2 separate regions of the Lactuca sativa genome follow, and region 1 is linked to region 2. The links are chromatin contacts, called in public Hi-C maps. All regions are on one chromosome and are shown on one strand. Each heading gives the region's core, a stretch centred on a gene start, on an enhancer-like site or on the middle of the called end of the contact. The rest is flanking DNA. Distances are from core to core; before and after follow the strand shown.

Evidence for each region. A called contact is a pair of places that touch in the nucleus more often than the background predicts.
Region 1: a contact with region 2 is called in a Hi-C map of leaf, with 5 times the contacts expected there. The contact joins the promoter of LOC111886748 here to the promoter of LOC111886829 in region 2. A contact is called at or near these places in 2 of 4 Hi-C or Micro-C datasets (leaf and seed).

Annotation. Positions count from the first base shown.
Region 1 is chr4:75,624,675-75,631,060 of Lsat_Salinas_v11, reverse strand. LOC111886748 (protein STICHEL-like 3) reads left to right here and starts at 3,317. Exons shown (of 7, transcript XM_052770326.1): 1 at 3,317-3,651; 2 at 4,171-5,964. The coding sequence starts at 4,180.
Region 2 is chr4:75,462,532-75,468,786 of Lsat_Salinas_v11, reverse strand. LOC111886829 (heat stress transcription factor A-4c) reads right to left here and starts at 1,742. Exons shown (of 3, transcript XM_023883075.3): 1 at 1,346-1,742; 2 at 760-1,117; 3 at 1-622. The coding sequence starts at 975.

The DNA.
Region 1 (6,386 bases), core at 2,068-4,567, 160 kb before region 2:
GTGAAATTAGACGATGTGATAGATGTGTTTAAACATTCGCTTAATGACTTATTGGACGAGGATGTGGTCTGCGTATGTCTTCTATATCTATTAGAGAAGGGTTTCAATGGGCGGTTGGCTACACAAACTATTTTACTGGAGTATTTCGCTTTGGTATTTAATATTGATGAATTCAACATCTATCACGCCGTTAATTTATAATTACGGATTATAATTATCATTACTAATATTTTTTTTACAAATTTAATTAAGAATTTTTTATGTCGTGGATATTCATAGGGGAGGATAATTGGGGTTAATTGTATTCACAACTATTTACTGTATTCAATAAGGTTGAGAAGATTATACATCCAGTCGAACCAAAAGCTAAACAACCTCAAAAAATTATGTACACCTTAAAAGGTTTTTTACATGCTTTTAAGGTAAGACACATTTTTTTGTGCGATAATATTCTAATACATGATTCTTTGAGATAGGGATTCTTGATAGTTTTCTTGTGAGCAGTTTGTTTGGTACCCAACAACCAAATGTGATCCCTTGAGTTGTTGCATGGTCGAATTGAGGCATTTACATGTGCTTGAGTGCAACTACTTTATAACCATCAACTGATTAAGATTACTTACATAGTTTGTAATTTTATTTTGTATGTATAATGTATGTTTATTTATAATTTTATAATTTTGTTAACATGATAATAGAGCTATACATAAATTGGAGTCGACATAAGCTAATGCTAAATGGTGGATAATTAGCTCAGTGTGGATTGATCACCCCAATTACTTGACCTAGAAATTCACATGACATCTTCCATAACACAATCACACAAACACTCCCCTACCCATGAGCCTCAACAAAAGAAGGCATGGGTAAATGTTCCATCTCACCCGCCACCACCACCACCGGCTGCTGAACCATCAATTGATAAGGACCAAATTATTACTAACTTGAAAAACGAGGTCCGTGAATGTCGCGAGCAGTTGAGGTCACATGATAGGCGTTTAGTGGAACATTTTATTACTTTATCCATGCTTCTAAAACTTATTAATAAGACCCCTGAAAACGATGTTGGTACCTCAAAGGAGGTGGATGTACATTGTTAATTATTTCACTCTCATACACTTTTTATTTAACTTTATGGTATACCCATTATTCAGTCATTTATAATTAAATACTACTGAACCGTATAGGCACTCATCGTGCAAGATGTTGGTACACATATTGCAATTGCTTATGGGAGCATGATTATGGGTTAGGCATACCCAAACAACTGCTGAATCACGACCCCTGAGCATGTGTTCCCTCTTAGGCGTTCCCTATGTCAAAAAGTTATGTCAATATGGTATAAGTCCCTATGAATATAAATGAAGAGGAAAGGTGTTACACGAAAACAACCATCACCGTTGGACAATCTTTTTGAATGGTATTACGACGATTGAGTTTTGGACCCGCTTATATGCGGATACTCACGCATGTTGGTTGGAATGTGATGTAACTTAGTTGATCAACTAACATATAAAAAACGAATCTAATAAGTGTAGTGTTTGTAGTATGTTTCGTAAAAGAATGTTACTTGTTCGATGTTAATTTTTTTTCCCAATTCAACAATGATTTTATTATCAACATTGAAGTTTGAGATTCATAACCATCAACATTGCTCTTCAAATTATAATGAGAAATTTGAATTTTGAACACCAACTTTTTATCCAAAAGTAATTTCAAAGCAGACGGATAAATCTTCATATTACCCTCCTAAAAATGAAAAAAAAGTTAACAGTTATAAAAATAGACAAACAAAAAGTAAAAATTAGTTTTATGTAAATGAAGTTAATATCGATAACCTCATTAAACTTTTGAAGCAACTCTTGTGTGTTTTTTTCCAGAAGTTTTTTTGCGTCACGATCAAATAACGTAAGTGACACCACACCGGTAAAGTCTTATACTATAATGATGATTTTGAAACTAAAATCATTGATATAAATAAATTCAATAATATAAAATTAGAAAATTTTAATCGAAGATTATAATAATATGTATAAAAGAGTTATTGAAAACCTTGGAACAACAGATACATCTTTGTTCATGCAACTTGAAGTGTAACAATAAAAAAACTTCTTTATCCTGCTTTTGGTCTGTGCCACTAGCTTTGTCATCATGCATTAAAACGACATATGGTTTTTTCTTGACAAACATAGGTCAACCCATTAAACAATTGATATAAATGGTATAATTTTGTTTTTGTAACTAAATGAATAAAACTAATATGCTTAAAGTAGATTGATAATTTTTTTTCATGACCTCTCAACAAGAACACAATAATAACAAATAATAAGAACGTAGTAAATGCAAGAAATTGAAGAAGAATAAGGAGTACAGAGTAAAGTAAGAGCTCGGAAAAAAGAATTAGAGAAGAAAATTGCTCAAGAAGAACACCGTAAATCATAGGACTCAATCCAAAATCGTAAGAATAACCACTTCAGTGTAATCGTATATATAGAGTGTTTTTTAATAAGGAAATCATTATCTTCTAAAAATTTTGGGATCCTAAGATATCATATTGGAGACTTTTGACTATTCATCTGGAAAAAAAAGAAAAATATCAGCTATATTAATTCAAAACTTCAAATTAATTGATTTTCTTATTTAATCAGTTTTAAAATTCAAACAATTATCTCAAATTGATTCATTTTATGTGAGATATATTGGGAGATAAATTATGAATAATATTGATTTTAATTTTGACTCTTAAATATTTTGTTGATTTAGTGTGATTAAATTAGATTTTATAGGTTAACAACTTAATTATTGATATAGTTGTTTAATAAGTTTTAAAAAAAATAAAAAATAAAATATAAACGGGTTTGAATTTTGAAATCAAAAACTATAAACAAGGTAGTTAAATTAGGAACAATATTAATTAGAGAAACCGACATCATATATATAAATAGAATGATATGTTTCAATTGATAAAATAATTACTGAATTTAAAGATTCTATAATTATTATAGATTTTATAATTAAATGTAATTATATTTGAATTTTATTTGTAGAAAATAATATCAACAATTTGATCTAAAGATGGAAAATATATGATTAAAACACAATAAATACTCTGATTATTTCATTAATGAATTAAATGCTCTATTTTTAATAATATTTAAAGATTATATATCGTTCTTTTCAAAAACTTTTATATGGATTAGATTACTCTATTTCCCTATAATTTTTGGTTATTAATTCAAATGGTATAAATATTTTGATTCCAAATAATTGATTTACACAAACACAAGAGCTGGTTTATTAGCAAGTGTCAAGTTCCCAAGCACAAATTGTCAGCAACAACAGTATTACATCACCCCGTTGCAATCTCTCTCTCTCTCTCTCTCTCTCTCTCTCTCTCTCTCTCAACAAAAACCTCATTTTCTCTCTCTCTAAAACCAGCATCTTCAGACTTCAGTCTCTGTTACTAACAAACACTAGACCTATTTTAGACCTTGTGTCTCGAAATCCTTCGCTTCGCCCCACATTAAGAGGTTCAAGTGCGTGCCACCTCTCCTGATACAAAACCCTCGTGAACTGGATGTAAAAGATCTGAGATTTAATGATGGAAACGGGTCACTTGCAACTTTGCCTCTAATTCAGGTGAATTTAGTCGTACGTATCCTGTGAAATTTTCCGTTTTCTCAAATTTTAAATGATCATAAAGCAAAAACGAATTCAATTTCTTCACAGATTTACAAACTGGAAGTTTCTTGATTCCTGTGAACTGGGTGGGTGTTGGGAGCTTTTAAGATTGCATTTCTAACTGTTTCTCCAAATGGGGTTTTGTTAATTTCAATGCATAATCTGGAGTTAGCATACAGGTCCTTTCTTTTAGGTTTCTTCAATGGGTCTGTACTAATTTAACTCCAGAATCGACTTTTTAAATGTTTGTGAATCAGTTTACTCGATTTGAGTTTAGTCGTATTAGAATGATTCATTTCGAAGGGTTTATACTTGAGGGTTTTCGGGTAGGCATCAGAATGCTAATAAGTTCAACGATTCTGTTATAACGGATTAGATTTGGGGGCATTAATGTGAGGTTTCATGAATTTGATGTAGTGTGATTTTGTTTCCAATTGAGAAAAAAAATGCCAAAATTTCTGATTTCTTGCCTTATTGTCCCTTCCGCAGAATCGGATCATGACCCGAGTTGTTCGTGACCGGATACTTAAGGACGCTAATGGCGATATCTCCGATCATCTCCGCAACCATATCCATTTAACAAATTGTATTCACTTGAAAAACCATATGCACAAAAACAGCCCTATAATCAGCGACAGGTCCCTTATTAGGGACCTCGTCGTTCTTCAAAGGTCACGATCTTTAAAGGATCCCTCCATGAGTCCACCCGCTTTTCAGTCTCCTTCCGCCGTTGATGCTGGTGGTGGTGGTGGTGGAGGAGGACGCAGGTCTACTGGTTTTTCCGGCAACTTTTCTGGCAACTCCTCCTCAAATAGAAGAAACAAGAAACAAGAATCAAGCGGGGATTCTCCACTTGATGCTGCAAATTTAGCTCGTGATATTTATCCAGGAAGCTCTGATAACAAAAGCAAACAAAAAGGACGTAAAATCAAGCAAGATGATCCTTCAAATGATGTCCCATTCGATAGTGACAACAATGTTGGTTCATCACACAACCACCGTTTACATGAATCAAGCATCCACAGCCATGGTCAAAATCGGGTCAAACGACGAAGGTTTCGTGGTGGAAGAAGAGTTTCCCGAGCACCCAAAAGTACCGAAATGCCCATGCCCATGCCCATGTCCACCTCCATGTCCATGGCTTCTAATTTCATACCTCATGGTGGTGACCAAAACCTGACCGGAAATCTGCCTGGAGTTCCAAAACAAGGTTGTGGAATCCCCTGGAATTGGTCCCGGATTCACGATCGAGGAAAATCTTTCCTCGACATCGCCGGAAGAAGCCTCTCATGCGGTTTATCAGACTCAAGGTCAAAACGCACCGGTCAACACAACTCCGGCCAAATTCCGGCGATCTCCGATCGCTCCACCTCCTCCACAAACGGCGAATCTCTCCCATTACTAATCGACGGGTCACAAGAAAGCCCGGAAAACCCCGCCGCCTGGGTGCACGATTATTCCGGCGAGTTAGGGCTCTACGCCGACCACCTTTTAAACACCGATCTCGACTCCGATCTCGCCTCCGAAGCCCGCTCCGGTGGCCGGAAACGCAACTCCGGCCACCAGAATCTCACTCAAAAGTACATGCCAAGAACATTCCGGGACCTCGTGGGACAAAATCTCGCAGTCCAAGCTTTATCAAACGCGATCGCGAGAAAAAAAGTCGGGTTGCTTTACGTGTTCTACGGGCCCCATGGCACCGGGAAAACATCGTGTGCGCGTATATTTGCACGCGCTTTGACTTGTCAATCTTTTGATCACCCAAAACCGTGCGGTTTTTGCAGTTCTTGTGTGGGACATGATACGGGCAAGGGTAAGAATAAGAACCGGAGTGTGATCGAAGTGGGGCCCATGAATAATCTTGGGTATAAAAGTATGATGGAGTTGATTGAAAACACGATTGGTTCGAATTTGAGATCGCATTATCGGGTGTTTATAATTGATGATTGTGATTCTTTGATTCCGGATTTTTGGAGTGCGATATCTAAGGTTATTGATCGAGCTCCCAGGCGTGTGGTTTTTGTACTGGTTAATTCGAGTCTTGATGTTTTGCCACATATGATCGTTTCCAGGTGTCAAAAGTTTTTTTTTCCAAAATTGAAGGATGCGGATATTATTTATACGTTACAATGGATTGCTACTAAAGAAGAGTTTGAAATTGATAAAGATGCTTTGAAGCTTATTGCCTCGAGGTCCGATGGGTCTTTGAGGGATGCTGAAATGACACTTGAGCAGCTTAGTTTGCTTGGCCAAAGAATTTCGGTTCCTCTTGTTCAAGAATTGGTATATTATTTTTTGTTCTAATTTTGATTATGAGGGTGACGAGGGCGTTTACGTCTTTTGGGCAGACAACAGTTTTTGTCTTATTGACATGATTCCCGATCTTAGTCCAATTCATTTGCGAAAGACAAAAGATAAGCTTTCTAAAGCTATTTTTGTCAATGAGGACATTTTTGTCTTTTGCAATGACAAAAGATTCCAACTTCTTATGTGAGTTTGTCTCATTAATTTAATGAGACAAAAACAGCAATTTTTTGTCCCACATAAGAAGTTGAAATCTTTTCTTTCGCATTTGATAGGTCTAGTCAAATGCGAAAGACAAGATTCCACCTTTTTGGGTGGGAGTGGACAAGTTTTTGTCTTTTTGTAGTTTTTGTTTCATTGACATTATTCTCGTTCTAGTCTTAGTACAATGCATGCCAAAT
Region 2 (6,255 bases), core at 493-2,992:
CCACCACCCCATCTCCGGCGACTTCACTAGCGGCAGTTTTAACCTTTTCACGGTTCACATCAAAATCATCTTCAGCTTCTTTCAATACACCCTCCCACAACACAAGGGATGATTCCAATTTCTCCACTAACTCATTATCCAATCCCAAAAGTGCATCAACGGTTATACTTTCACGAATCGGGATATCAAAATGACAAATTTGCCCCTCATCATATTCACCGGACAACCTTCTTTTTCTGTCATTTGTGTCCCCCAACGCGGGTTTCTGAAATAATTCGTTTAAATAACAAAGGATTTCTTTTTGGTGTTTTCCAGCGAGTTTCAAACGATCTGTTAATTCGCGTGCTTTTGATTCGATTTGCTTCTGTTCTTGTTGGTGCTCTTGAAAAAGTATGGATAGTGATTCTTTTTCGTATTGGAGATTATTGATTTTTTCTTTGTATATTTGTTTTTCTGATTCGGTTAATGGAGAAGATGAAGGTAGTCCATTGATTGAGAGATTTTGCATGGAATGACTATGAACTGGTTTTCTTCTATGGATGTTTTTCAATAGATGTGGTTGACCTTTGATGAAATCTTCATTTGCAAACTCCCATAGTTCAGGATCAATTTTCCGAAAACCCTGAGAGAATTTAAAAGAAAAAAAAAAAAAAAAAAAAAAAAAAGTTGTTGTAGAATTGTAGTTTTGTTTTTTCACTCAACAAACAGCAAAAATGCAAAGGAGAAGAACGAATGCATGAATCAAAAGTACTGACTTACATAAGTATTAAGTTGTCTGATAAAACTGGAGAAATTGTTATGCTTGAAGAATCTTGGAAGCAATTCACCACAAAATTCAGGTGGATTCCACACGATGAAACTCTTATTATTCTGACTCCATGAGACTATAGCATCTGTCGAAGGATCATCAACCATCTCATACGTCTTCGTGATGAAAGGAGGCAGAGCATTAGAACTACCCTGAGCATCATTCATTGTGACCCAATACGAATTTCTCTCGAATCAAGTCAAAAGAAGCTTAAATTTTGAAAACAGGGTTGAAAAAGCTGCTTGTTTCCCAAAAGGAAACCCAAACCCACCAAGCTCAAGCGAATACCTGGTTATCTGTATAGAACTCCTGTAGATGAAGATAGAGAAAGCGAATCAAGGATAAGAACAGCTTCATATGTCATAATTACTTAGCGGAAAGAAGCATCAAAGTCGTTAAAAGCATCAACTCGTTTCCGGAAACTTAAAGCAAAAGCGTCCCCTACCAAAACTGTTACATATGCATCTATACTTGTACATATCACAGATGCCTTCTAACAGAGCCAAATTAGTGCACACCAGGTGTTCGACGTATTACCTGAAAGATAGTGAACCAAACGAACTCCAAGAATGTAAATATGGCTTCAAGGAAGGGATTAATTCCCTCTGACGAAAAACATCGCCCGGAACACACAAATCCAATCTTGTTAGGGTTTTACGTGAAGAAGAAGAAGCGCAAGAAATGAAAACGACACAGGTATAATAGAGAGGTTGAAAGTTCTTCAAGACTTAGTTCTTCTGATCTTGGAATGTCGGAATCACTGGTCTTTCTGGATTGAATTTACTTGAAAGAAATCGACTGAGGGGTAAATCATCAAATCAGGGTCATGTTCAATCTAAAATCGTGTACGTGGGTTTAAATTCAATCCACGTTCTTGTTTGTTTTGGATGTCGGAATAATTTTATATGGAAAACCTTACAGAGTGACGCATGTGCTTTGGTGGGTATGTCAACTTTACAATTTAACATATATATATCTCCAAGATGTTCATCCGTTCGCAAACATTTCATTTATGCCCCTACACTTTGGATTAATTCTCCAAGATGTTCATCCGTTCGCAAACATATCACTTATGCCCCTATACTTTGGACTAATTCCAAATACTACCCACATATTTTTGAGAGACTATAAGAATACCCCCCAAAACTTTTGCTTTACGACGATTATGGTTTTAGTTCTTTTTTTTTTTGAACAACAATTTTTATTTAGTAAAGTAATTTTCTATATAAAATAGCATATGTTCATTAATTAACGTCCTTTAGTAAAGAGTATAAATTTAATTGTACTTAGGACTATAAACAAAACGAACGAACATAAGCAAAAGTCTGTTCATATTCGTTCGTTTAAGTTAGCCGAAAAAATGAAAGAACACGAACAGATAAATGAACGAGTTTCTTGTTCATGTTCGTTCGCTTAACAAATTACATTGTTCATGTTCGTTTGTTTATGTTCGTGAACATGATAAACAAAAATAAAAGAAAAAAGATAAATAAACATAATTGAACATATATGAATATAAACGAACATATAATATAGTAATGTAATAAAAAAAAACAATTGAACATATATAAACATGAATTAACTTAAAAGGAGTGAACATTCACGAACATAAACGAACGAACGAAACCATTGTTCGTATTTGTTTGTTTAACTAAACGAAAGAGAATTTGTGTTCATGTTCGTTCATTTATTAAAATCAATAAACATTAACAAACTTCCTATCGAACGGTTCGTCGAACGTTTAGTTCTTTTACAGCTCTAATTGTACTGTATAACAATTTGATGGTTAAAATGATTGTGTATTAACTTTTCCTAGCATAAAGATGAACAAAATCTTAGTGTTGAAAAACAAAAATAACATTATGTTGTTACTTGTTAGTATATTGTTAGTATAGGTAAAAATATTACTTAAAACGTTGGCCTAAAAGTATGTTCATTTAACCTATTGCATCATACTTTGATGATGAAAAAACAAATTAACACTGAGTGAATTAACATTTATAACCATTGTATCTAAATTTTTCTAAAATAAACAGTCAAATTTGAAAGAAATCCCAAAGAATGTGTTGGTTAGGAGGGACCAGGCTCGGCTGGACAAGATGAAGCTGTAGTGGATTATACTAAATGGATGAATTAGACATGTTTTTATAGGTATTTTTATGATAAGAATAAAAAACAAATAAAAGATCGAAAACATACACATTGTATCTTTTTAGATGGGACGTATTTAATAAATAATTATAATAATATAACCATTTTCAACATATATCATAAAGAACAATCAATACATTTTGAAATTTTCAAATTTTATAGGTGTTTCAAAGTCCATTATCAACACTCATTTTCTTAACTTTTTGCTTCTCTCTTTTTTTTTTCTTTTTTTTTTCTATTTCTATCATCTTCCTTATAATCACTCATAATTACTTCCTACTTTCTTGCTATAAATGTATCATTTTTTTTCTTTTTAGTTCGTTGTCATTCTAACAAAACCATTTTGTATCATTTCAATGAATATCTTACATGAAAAACAAGCTCAAAACACGTCATAAAAAACAAGTATGCAACGTATATACATGATCAAAACTTATCATAAAGAACAAGTTCAAAATCTATCATAGTTCAAACTTTAAGAGGTTGAAGCATCTTGTCATAAAAGTGGTTTTGAATTCTTTTTCTTGACAAAAAGATGTGCCAAACTCAAAAAATGAAAACACAATTTAACTAGTTTCATAGATGAGGGTCATTTTTGCATTCCTTCAAAAGATATTCAACTTATTGTGAGAATTTTAGGAAAATAGTAATTTCACGAATAATTGTAATTATAATACTTATTTCATCAGCGTCAATTGTACTCTCTATCTCGGATAAATTACCCTGAATTCGCATGAGTCATTTCCCAAAACATTTGTAATTTTGGTTTGTGCTTTGTAATTCTATATGTATTTTGTTAGTTTTAGCTAGCATTTTTAAATATATATATATATATATATATATATATATATATATATATATATATATATATATATATATATATATATATATATATATATATATATATATATATATATATATATATAATCGTTGGCCGATCTAACAAAATCTAATTGCAACCCACAGGTATTTTTAGGTCAAATCCGTAACTCTTGGCCATTAATGTAATATTTTTCTGTAACTCTATCCAGTCCGGAGAAGCCGCGTTTTTCTCAATTTGAAAAGGCAAACAGCACATTTTGGTCCCGAAGCTATTCATTAATTACCACTATTCGTCCCTATTAAATCAAAGAGTTAGTTATTACAGGTGGCAACTTTTCTTTTTCTGTTTCTTGGAAAAGAAGAACTGCTACATAATAAATGTCCTCACTGTATTTAGATTAGGAAAGGAATAGAGTCGCTTTTGAGAAAAAAAATGTGTTAGCGACATTATTCATTTTTCCATAAGTCGGTTAGAAATAAATAGATATCATAAATACTATTTGAAGTATGTGAGTATCATATGGTAATATATGTTTATTTTTCCACACTATATTTACGATAATAGTGTTGCATTTGCGAAAAAGTGCCTAATTAATATTATACATCATCAATTTTTCTAATAAATGAAAGTTTTTTTTTTTATCATTTGTCATATTTTTATGTAATTTGCTAAATGTTATTTTGTAGTTATTTTGAATTATTTTTTTCACATGTCATTTTATGAGTTTCTAGTTTATTAAATTTTACATAATGTTTTAATATAATAATTGCAATAAATATAACAATAAATGGATATTTATTTCATTATTAAACTTGCATTTAAATTTCAAAATTCCTAAAACTAAAGTCATTAGTTTATTTTCTTTATTTAAAGTATTTGTTTAAATTTAAAAGATAAAAAACATTTACAATATAATAATTCATTATTTTTCTTATTATCTTATAAATTCAAAGTTCTCAAATATTTTGACCTTTATAGCTAACTTTTTTTTAAAAAAAAATAATAATTCATATAATACATGGGTCTCACAACTAGTAATTAATATTATACATTTTCCACAAGTCCTTTAAAATTAAATTAATATTACCACATGCATTTGAAATCTTCATAACTTTTCAATTTCTTTATAATAATTATTATAAATTGGTTAATAATGTTAAATTAATGCGAACACAAAATACTAATCATAAATTAACTAAACTACAATATCAAAATATCATATTTTACTTCTATTTATAAAATTATGACTTTAACTTTTTAACGTATTATAGTTAACTTATTAGTTTAGATATGTTGTTGTATGTGAGTAATTGTCATTTTAAAGTCACAACTTTTGTATAATTTATGTTCGCCTTACTCCCGAGCCCAAAACATAAGTCTAGCTTACCTCTTGGGCTCACATCTTATGTGTGGCTTGCTCCCAAGGTTGTTGGCTTCCGTACAAAGCATTATCGCCTCAACCTAACCACACTATGTTGATATATACATAATAGATAACATATATCCAATAAACAGTTAATCATATAACAAGTCAACAGACTAATAGCCAGATCTACAGATCACTATCGTATAACAACGTCCTATATACCAAGACTCAGCTCTAATTGATCAATATAACATAATAGCATCCTCTAAACTAGTATACATAACCCGGTAGCCCGGTATTTGTGCCTTCGACCCACAAGTACAACAAGGAAAACTCACCTCTCAATCCAGAAAGATACTTGAACAGGACACTGCTCTGAATATCAACTCTACAAGTCACCTATACATCAAATAGTGACCAATCTTAACTACAACTCCAAAATAACCAAAAATATCCTTAGTTCAAACTTGGTTAAATCTTGATCAAAGTCAAAAGTCAATAAAGTCAAACGATTCGACTCAGTTGAGTAAGCCCAACATACTCAGCATGTACGCACAACTTACGAGAGCCTTAACCAAAAAGTGGGATGTTGACAACGTACGCGCAATGTACTCTAGCGTACGCCCATCATACGTGCCAACCAACTTCTCCTTCTATTAAGAGATTAATCCATTAAGCCCTTTCGTCTAAGATCCAGATCTAGTCCAAAAAAATGTCTTAAGTCATAAAGTTTTCAGCTATATGACTTTGCATGGCTAGGAAGAGCTCAATACTAAAAACCCTAAGTTCTTAACTCAATAAGACTAGGGATGAGATTTAGAACCGGAACCGAAATCGAACCGGAACCGGAACCGTTAGAACTGAAATATATAGAACCGGTTCCGGTTCCGGGTTTAAAAATTAGCTTTATCCGGGTTCCGGGTAATCCGGGTTTCGGTCCATCGGGTCCGAGTAAACCAGGTCTAAAAACCGGAATCGGATTTTGGAACCGGAACCACTTTTAGGGCCGGAACTGGTTTTTTGTGAAACGTTTAAAAGATTCATATCTCATTCGTTTCAACTCCGATGGACATACAGTTTTTTCCAACATGCAGTTTAGAGTTTGTA